2 separate regions of the Mus musculus genome follow, and region 2 is linked to region 1. A link is a contact called in public Hi-C data. All regions are on one chromosome and are shown on one strand. The core of a region is the stretch at or near the end of the contact, and the rest is flanking DNA. Distances in the headings are between cores, read along the strand shown.

Region 1 (4,598 bases), core at 1,018-3,517:
GTGCTAAGTTAAACTTTCTAATGTTTATAGTAACTCACCAGAAGCCTGGAAAACAAACCATGTGCAATCCTTTCAATAATTGGGACTCTTTTTATTTCGATGCAAAAACTTGGCTGACACAATTAACATCCAAGAATAACATTCTAATAAAAACATTAAATGATTTCCCTAGAGAACAGTTACTCCGATAATATGTCAGGTTAGGATTTACTTTATCAATTATCTTGTGACATAGATTTACAGAATTGTGACTTAATGCTATGCCCTTAGTGTTTATTATCTAATCAACATAAAAATGTCCAAATATGTACTATCTCACTTATAAAAAGTTGGTCCTTAAAGATAACATGTATTGCTAAATTTCTTATTTGAAAATTAAGCTTGCTTATTGCATTTTAGTTAAAGTTCAGAGCCAGGATTAGTTCTGTCTTTGGTGCAAGGATGGGTGTATTTTCTTTTCTTAGATGATGATTTTGTAGCAACATTTTATGTTTTACCTGGGCCTTCCAAAAGGCCAGAGATATTGTTAGATTCAATGCACACCATCTTTCATTCTAAATTTGCTATAGACTTTAGGCTGGCTTCTAACTTTCCTATCTCAGTCTCCTAGGTATTGAGATTACTACAGGGTGTTATCATGGTCAGCTTCTGTTCTCTTCTTCATTTTTCAATCTCTGTCTCTCTCTTCCCTTTTGTCTCTTCTTTATTTTTCTTTCACTTCTTCCTTGGTAGCAAGGCAGCATATTTTTCTACATCTGTCTTAGTTGTTTGTAAAGCATATACTTTTCTTATTGTGTATTCTGTCAGGGCATTTGGAAGTGCTATACACAATATATTAAGTCATTGAGTAAGTCAATTTAATGGAATGAATGTTGATTAATGCAGACTTGAATAGTTATTTGTATGTGTCACCTACACTTCAGACCACCAAGAATCACCAAATCACAGGTGCTAACTGAGTAGTATCCATTTGAAAGGGACATATGTCAATCCAGCAAGCAAAGCTGGGTTAGTATAAATATTTATTTTTTATATGTCTGTGTGTGGGTTATGTGCAGTGTATGTGAGCATTGACTGAAGCCAGAGAGGGAATTGGATTTCCTGGAACTGGAATTATAGGCAGTTCTGAGCTCAACAAGGGTGCCAGGAATCAAACTCGGGTTCTTTGTGAGAACAGTAAGAGCTTTAACACTTGACTCATTACTCCAATCTCCAAATTCATATTATCTTTAATCAATTGTTCTTCATATCATCTCTCCTGTTCTCACACATATTCTAGAAATTCGGTTGTTACATGGTCTGAGCTTTCCTTTGGTTTAAAAGGGTGAGCTGTGTATAGGGGCACGGGGTATAGGTGTGAGGACACCTATAAATAGATGACAAAGCTTCAGCATAGGGAAACGTGGTGTTGGTGTAGTAACCATGTGCTGGGGAAAGATGACAGCTGTCCTGCCTAATCCTGGTTGTCACCTTGACTACATCTGGAATCAACTAAGACCCAAGCAGTAGGGCATGACTCTGAGGGATTTTCTTGATTGGATAATTTGAAGTCCAAAGTTCCATCCTAAGTCTGGGCCAAACTTTCTGGTAACAGCCTGGTGGACGCCATGCAGAAAGAGCTGCAGTGGGCAAGTGAGCTTCTTGGGAGACAGCCCACTCTATTGGGCCATTTCCCTGTAGATCAATATGAAGATGAACTTTCATAAAATAATACTATTTGGATGAATTAATGTTTGATGTAAATAGTTTTAGGACGTTAGAGTTTGATAGAGAGTTTAAGGAGATGGTTTATGTTGATTTGCAGAAGCATATAATAAACTTAGAACTAAGGTAGAACGTGCCCCCCCCCCCCGTAGAATAGTGAGGGCTGCATAGGCTAGAAAAGGAGCGCAGTGAGCTTTCATGAGCTACAAGCACGTAATTGTCCTTGGAAGAGAAAAATAGGGTTGGGAGAAGTTAATAATTAAAGAAAACATTCATTCTAGGTTGGGGCTGAGTTTCTGAATTTTCTGATCTAGGGATGTGGCCATCGGTTTTGGTGTGCACCAGGAAAAGACAGAATTATGAACAAAGAGAAAATAATTCTATTATAGGAATAGAGAATAGATGCCTAGCCAGTTAACTTAACAAGATTTAATAAGACATAAGATAGACGATGATCTGTTTCTTGGTAAATAAAAATTGTTGTCAGGTAAGCATAGGAAAAATTCCTACTATAGACTGGCTTGTTTAAACCTTGTTAATCAGTGACAAAAAATTATTGGATTGGTGTTATGATGAACTTGTGGAGAGAAAGATAGCTGGAAAATGTTTAGTTAGGTATGGGTTTTGAAAGAGAACTGCATAATCAATAGTCCTATTATAATTTCATTTTGTGTAATGATTTTAATCTGTTTTTGAATAATATGATTTTGTTGTGGTGACATTTTATAGAGAATATGTGACTTGTGGCTATGAGGTAATCTTTTTCTTACACAGAGAACTTTGTCTTAGGTGCTATAAACAGGCTATGCAAAAAAAAATGAGTTGGAGCCTGCTCATTGGAGCTTGCTCCATCTACCAACTATATATATATATGCAAATGTATATGCATTTATATTTGTATATGTAATGTATATGTATATTTGAGAAGTTTGTTGAAGCTCTCTCCATTCATCAAATGTGTTTATGTGTATATATGTATATGTGTATATATGTGTATGTGTGTAAAATGGTTGGAACTTGATCATTGGAACTCTGCTCCATCCATCCACAAAATGCATGTATGTGTATGCGTGTAACGTGGTTCAAACTTTGCTTCATCCACGCAATGTGTGAATGTGTATGAGTGTATGTGTGTATGTATGTATGTATGCATGTACGTATGTGTTTATGTATGTGTAAAGTTGTAGGAGCTTGTTCATTGGAGCTTGCTTCATCCACCAGTGTATGTGAGTGTGTGCCTGCTTTACATTGCCTCCAACTCCACATCACTTCCTGGGACCTCTGAACACATTGTTGGAGCTGGTGTTCATCAGCAACCCATATAGAAGGACACAGAAGAAGGATGCTCATGCTTTTACCTGCTTGTCCCCACTCTTTTCTGCGAAGTTCATCTAACTGGAGGCATTCCTTTGCTGGGATTAGAACCTACTTCTATGGGATTGCAGTGGAGACAGAAGACAAGCCCCTCTCTAGGAATCCTGATGGACTCAATCCCTACATTGGGACTGAGACAGCCAGTCTTGTGGATTGAACAACTACCAGATTATTGACGTTTCCATCAGGAGACAGTCATTGTTGGAGTACCCAGACCACAGCCTGTAACACACACACACACACACACACACACACACACACACACACACACACACACTATCAGCCCTGACTAATACAACCACCTCTTCAGAGCTTCCATTCATGCCCAGGTCCCTGGATGAGTGAAGTATTGAAGCAGATCCTTTGAGTTAACAGGTGTAGGTGAATATATTTGAAAATTAAAATAGCTATATTTTAAAACATAAATGTAAATTTCAACAGACTTTCCCGTATTTTAATCTAGAACATTAAAATGTTTGAGTTATCCTAAATAAATATAAATAGGGAACAAGTAAATTACACCATAAGCACAACCATAAGACCTGAGCCTGAAATATTTTTAATTTTGTGTTTCCCCTATGCCATAATAACTCTCACATATATTACAGATTGAAGCTACACAGAGCTCTTCCTAGATGGATGAAAATATATTCCACACATAGCAGGGAAGACAAGGAAAACTGACAAGCCCACAAACATTAGCAAGATTTCACAGCAGGTAAAAGCACCATAAATCTAACATAGAAATCTCTCATTACAGTGGAGCTAATTTCTGTCACTTGTTTGTACAATTCCAGTACTTTCCCCAAGCTCAGTTCTAACATTAAAAAATGCCCTACATAATATTTCATAGCCTTTTAGCTTATTGTGGACTCGGTTATACATCCCATGTACACATACAGCTCACAGATGAATGATAAAACCAACCTCGTTGAATCTACCACTTCCCTCATCAACACAAAAACATAGCCCAAAGAATTCTTGAGATCTGGACAGTCACAAGTGTATTGTCTCTGTAACTTTAGTCTTACACTCAGGGAGCTTAACCACTGCCCTAAATGAAGGAAAATAATTTTTTTTATAGTTTCAGTTTTTTAATTTGGCATGTTTGAAATGTAGTGTTCCACTATTTATAAGCCACCGTGATGGCCTCTGAGTCAGGACTACGTGAGGATCCAGCTGTGCACAGGGTTGTAGCCATGGCCACTGATATGTTACAAAGAATAGACGTTCAGAATTGTTGCATAGTTGAAATCATAGTCTTTTTCTTATGGCTTTAATTGCTTTGAAATTTATCTATGAACCTTTCCCCTAGTATGATATTAAAAATACTATTTTATTTTTAAAGACGGTTTTTTACTATGTATCCTCAGCTGGCCTCGAACTTGCTATGCAGCAGACCAGGCAGGCCTGAAGCTTATAGAGCACCACCTGCCTGTGCCACCTGAGTCCCATGCACTACTGTACCTGGCTACTACTGAAACTTTATGCTATTTCCTGAAACAGTTACAATTTTTGTC
Region 2 (4,598 bases), core at 1,258-3,757, 230 kb before region 1:
TGTGTGTGTGTGTGTGTGTGTGTGTGTGTGTGTGTGTGTGTGTATTATCACGAGATTGACTGCTGCTCAGGATACCACAAAGAAAACAGCATGTATTCTTAAAAATGAGCAAATTAAAAAAAAAAAATCAATGCAAACAAACTGGCTGAGAGAAGTCAAACTGGATCCATGCAAAATGATGTAATGATGAAACACAATCATTAAAGCAGCCACGAGGTTAATTACTTAACACTCTCTGTCATCTGCTGGAGTCAGCACATTATCCCAAGGTGAAGAAAGGGTAGCAGTGAAGCTTTGTCAGAGGAGAGCCGTGGGACACAGCTATAAACAGAGCCAGCCTGAGAAACAGGCCCAGAAGCTCTGTATTGAACTCACAGGACGATACTGGAAGGCATCCAGAAAAGGTGTGCTTACCTTTCATTCCCAAGTCCATGGTTTAACTGCAGAGTCCCAGACGCTCCAGGTAAACTGGATCCCTCCGGCACCTGGACACAAATGGCCCTTTGCTAAAGCAGCACACCTGCTGCCAAGCTTGACCAGTTGAGCTGGATCACTAGGAATCCCATTATGGAAGGGGGTAACTGACTCCCACAAATTGTCCTCTGATTCACATGCCAATGGGCACACATACATAGGGGTGGAAGGGTACACATACATACATACATATACATACATACACACACACACACACACACACACACAGAGGGGGGGCATGAATTCATGCCACACATGTGCATAAGTAATTAATTAAATTAATTAAAGACATCACAGCCTAGTTCCTGAAATTCGTGGATATTAAAAAAATAAATCCTTGTGTGGAACTGGAACCACTTTTGGTGGCCATGTGCCTGTAATCCCAGCACCTGAGAGAGAAGCATCTCTAATTCAAGGCCAACTTGTGCTGCATTGTAAGCCTCTGTCTCCAAAACATGTGTGTGTGTGTGTGTGTGTGTGTGTATAATGTAAAGTAGATGTTTTTATTTTAAGGGTGAAATTATAGCTCCTTATTAGTTAATAATTAGTGCATTGTGTGCCTGATATGTGCTTCCTATACCCAGTGGAACCAGGAAGTGTCAAAGCATTAGCAGAAAGAAATCCCCAACAATACCCTTATAGAACTACAGAACTAATGGAACTGCTATGGTGGCCCATTTCTATAATAGAGTGCTCAGGAGGCAGAGGAGGAAGGCTCACATGTGAGACCATGGAAGGGAAAAGAAAGGTAAGAGAAGGAGGGAATGCGGGAGTAGACAGAGGGAGAAGAAAAGAGGCGTCAAAATAACTGTCATTATTTTCTGCTTTAAAGGGCGTGATAGATTAAAAGAATACATGAAAATATATATCTCGGCACTCATAGGTTCTTAATTGCATGCTCGGGTTTTCAAAGAATAGTGCTTACAGAACTATGGAATTTGTTGTTTCTTCTTAGATATGAGGCTCTTTACTCTTTCCATCTACTGTGGGGTTAATGGACTGGAATGCATGATTTACAGAAATTAGCAAGATAGAATAACTGAGCCTTGCATCCTAGGACTGGATTCAAAATTTAAGTGACCTTGTACAGATGGAAGACCTGTCCTAAACAGACTGAAGGGCATTTGTACTGGGAAACGTGTCGGGAATCCCAGATCGATTTTCTAAACCACACAAACTGTAGTGAACTGTTAGGCAAACATTTTAAATGAAGACATCACGTCCAGAGAGAGATGCCCATCAGTAGAGCAATTCTGTTGAGAAACTACCACAAAGGAAGTGGAAATGCAGAGGGCACAATGTGTTTCTGTGCTGCTGCGCAGTCTCTTCCAAGCCAAGGTTCAGAGCTGGAAGAAAGTGGTCTTCAGAGAGCATTCGGCCCTGAGCTTCTGCATGTAAAAGAGTTCACCACAGAATGGAAGTAAATAAACCAAGAGCCACTTTAACACACACATTCTTAAATGTGGGATTGGTTTAAGCCAACACACCCAGTACTTACAAAACATTTTTATACACAGTTGGGTGTGGTGGCATATGTCCTTAGTCCCAGAACTGAGCAGGTAAAGGCAGATGGATATCTATGTATCCAAGCCTAGCATGGTCTGCATATTGAGTTCTACAGCAGCCAAGGATACAAGGTGAGAGAGAACTTGTCTCAAAGAAACCCAAAAGGTTATATATGTAACATTGAAACGAGCTTTCAGGCAACAAGATAATATAGATATGGTTCCTGTGAATAAAGGGGGTGGTGGTGGTAGTTTTTAGAACAATAATGTGACTTTCTTATTGTGTTAAATGGTAAGGAAATTATGTTTACAACTAATATTTTCAATTGTGTATATGCCATCATTCCTTCACAGTTGAAATTATATCATAAGCTGAAATGTGAATACAAATAAAAACAGAATTTTTTTAAAACTATGAGTCCTAAAGCAACCCCAAAATAAAATAGCCTCACATGAATGAGTCATAACTGTGCCCACGAGTATCAAGGATCAGGAAGCTGATAGCCTCTCAGAACATTTGGACATTAAAAGTCAATAGCTGTGTTTATTTGGGGCATAGGTCATGTTACAGCTCTGTTTTACTGGTACTTGAAAGCCAGTCACAAAGGTTTAAGGATATTTTGTTAATGTCACAAAGGATGCATTATGAGAAAAGATTGGATTAAAATTATCGTGTTAAAAAATACCTGATCCCATGGACCTCCTACAAATGAACCCTTCCCATTTCGTCTATAATTTAATTTGGACTTGAAGGTGAAGGATTTATAGTCACTTCTTTGACATTAGAGCTAACTGAATTTTAATCTCAGGGATGATAAGTGCTCAGAAGCAATTCTCACTTTATAGAAAGGGAACACCACTGTGAGAAAAGGTAAGCCTAGTTATTATTTACAGTTTGTGATTTTTTTTCAATACAGTCAACTTTCCATACAAAGATCCTGCATCCATGGGTTCAGCCAATCAAAAGTTATGGGCAGGGGAACTGGAAAGAAATATAAAAAAACATTTTTCTTGTCAGTATTCCCTAAATCATCAGCACAGCAACTATTTACAAAGCATCTGCTTTTGGTTAAGCGTGCTTAACTTACCTAGAGCACACAGGATGGTCTCAGAAGGTTTTATACAAATACACCATTTGAATGAGCCTTGCACATCCAGACTCGGGTATTTGATGGAAGTCTACATAAAGTTCCCCTCAGAAAACAAGCAATGTTTATGTCACCACTTGACAGTCTTTGCATCTGAAAATGTTGTTGTAACCTGCAATTAGTCCTAAGCCACCGCAAGACCTGACAGTCCTCTGAGCATGGCACACATATTCATGGGTTCTAGTTACCAGGAAGGACTTCTATGGCCTTCATTTTCCCCCTGAAATGCTTCTTTTGGTAAATGTTTTTGGAACTAAGAAATTAGTGCTTTGGATTGACTAACACCTAGCCTTTTATTTGGTGAAGACAATGACTGCCAGGCTCAGGCCAATTAGATAGGAATCCCGGAAATGGGATCTTAACATACTGTTTTCAGTGATCTCCAGGGGAAAGACACTTGTTGTAGAGGAATTCCCACCTCCAAAGAAAAGAGCCAACTAATCTGGTTGGGGTCCAAAACTAATCACCTTGAACAGGAGGGCTTGAAACCTGACGGAGTTCACTTGTTATTCACTGAAAGAGAAGGTTGATTGAGATTCTCTATCTTCGGATGAAAGCCCCAAGAGAATAGAGACCCTCATTACTTATTGCTTAGAAAGGAGGAAGGGACAATGAGTGATCACCCTGACCTTCCTGCACTTTGAGGACATTTCTAGAGTCAAGAATCTGAGCAGTGAGCAGCCAGGGAGAGGTTGGGGCAGCCCTGTCATAGGGATTCAGGCAGGCCCAGACAAAGATTTTAACAAGGGAAAAGCAGAAATGATGTCATAGGCAAATGTCCTTTCCATCAGAACTAGCTGTATTCAGCTAAATAGAGATTACTAAAGCAGAGATATGAATTACCTCTGGAATAACTTTGCAAAATAGTAGGGAAAGTTTTAAGTTTGCTGACAAATATGCATGCAAATTTCCAAGCATTTAATCATCACCTTTAAAGTTTCTTGGAATGTGAGCTGGGATTTTCGCTACTCAGGAAGGGCAGGCTGTTCTGAAGAGGATATTTCCAAGGTTTCTGGTCAGAAGCAGCTGTTCCTGCAGTTTCTCTAGTCCCAAGGTTTTGAGAAATTGTTTCAAACTCCTCAAATACCATTAATTGGTTTCAAGTCTCCATGACAAAAAGAAAGAAAGAAAGAAAGAAAGAAAGAAAGAAAGAAAGAAAGAAAGAAAGAAAGAAAGAAAGGAAGGAAGGAAGGAAGGAAGGAAGGAAGGAAGGAAGGAAGGAAGGAAGAAAGAAAGGAAGGAAGGAAGAAAGGAGAACACACACACACACAAAAAAAAAAAACCCTGAGTATCAGGTACTCCATTCAAATATAACAGAAAATTGATTAAACCTTTGATTGAAGAAACTTGGTGATGAAATTAAAGGGTAGTGTTGCAAAAGCAATGAACAATCAATAGGATTCTGAACCGTTGGTCAAGACAGATAAAGTACTTGCAGAAACCTAGAAGCAGCATGGGGTAAAAAAAAGAA

Evidence for each region. Hi-C and Micro-C count contacts between places; a contact is called where the count stands out from the background.
Region 2: a Hi-C map of liver shows a contact between it and region 1, with 3 times the contacts expected there. The contact joins two enhancer-like sites. A contact is called at or near these places in 3 of 39 promoter capture datasets (the C10 cell line, liver and pre-B cells) and 7 of 484 Hi-C or Micro-C datasets (the AML12 cell line, the HPC-7 cell line, epidermal suprabasal cells and 2 more).

Annotation. Positions count from the first base shown.
Region 1 is chr1:30,781,275-30,785,872 of GRCm38.p6, reverse strand. No RefSeq gene overlaps it. Among named protein-coding and RNA genes, the nearest start is that of Phf3, 80 kb to the left of the region's middle. Within about 2 kb of position 2,267, at least 2 of the 459 cell types and tissues checked have an H3K27ac peak or open chromatin away from gene starts, as enhancers often do. A contact at or near this core is called in liver, where this site is marked.
Region 2 is chr1:31,013,355-31,017,952 of GRCm38.p6, reverse strand. No RefSeq gene overlaps it. Among named protein-coding and RNA genes, the nearest start is that of Gm28644, 3.7 kb to the left of the region's middle. Within about 2 kb of position 2,507, at least 5 of the 459 cell types and tissues checked have an H3K27ac peak or open chromatin away from gene starts, as enhancers often do. A contact at or near this core is called in liver, where this site is marked.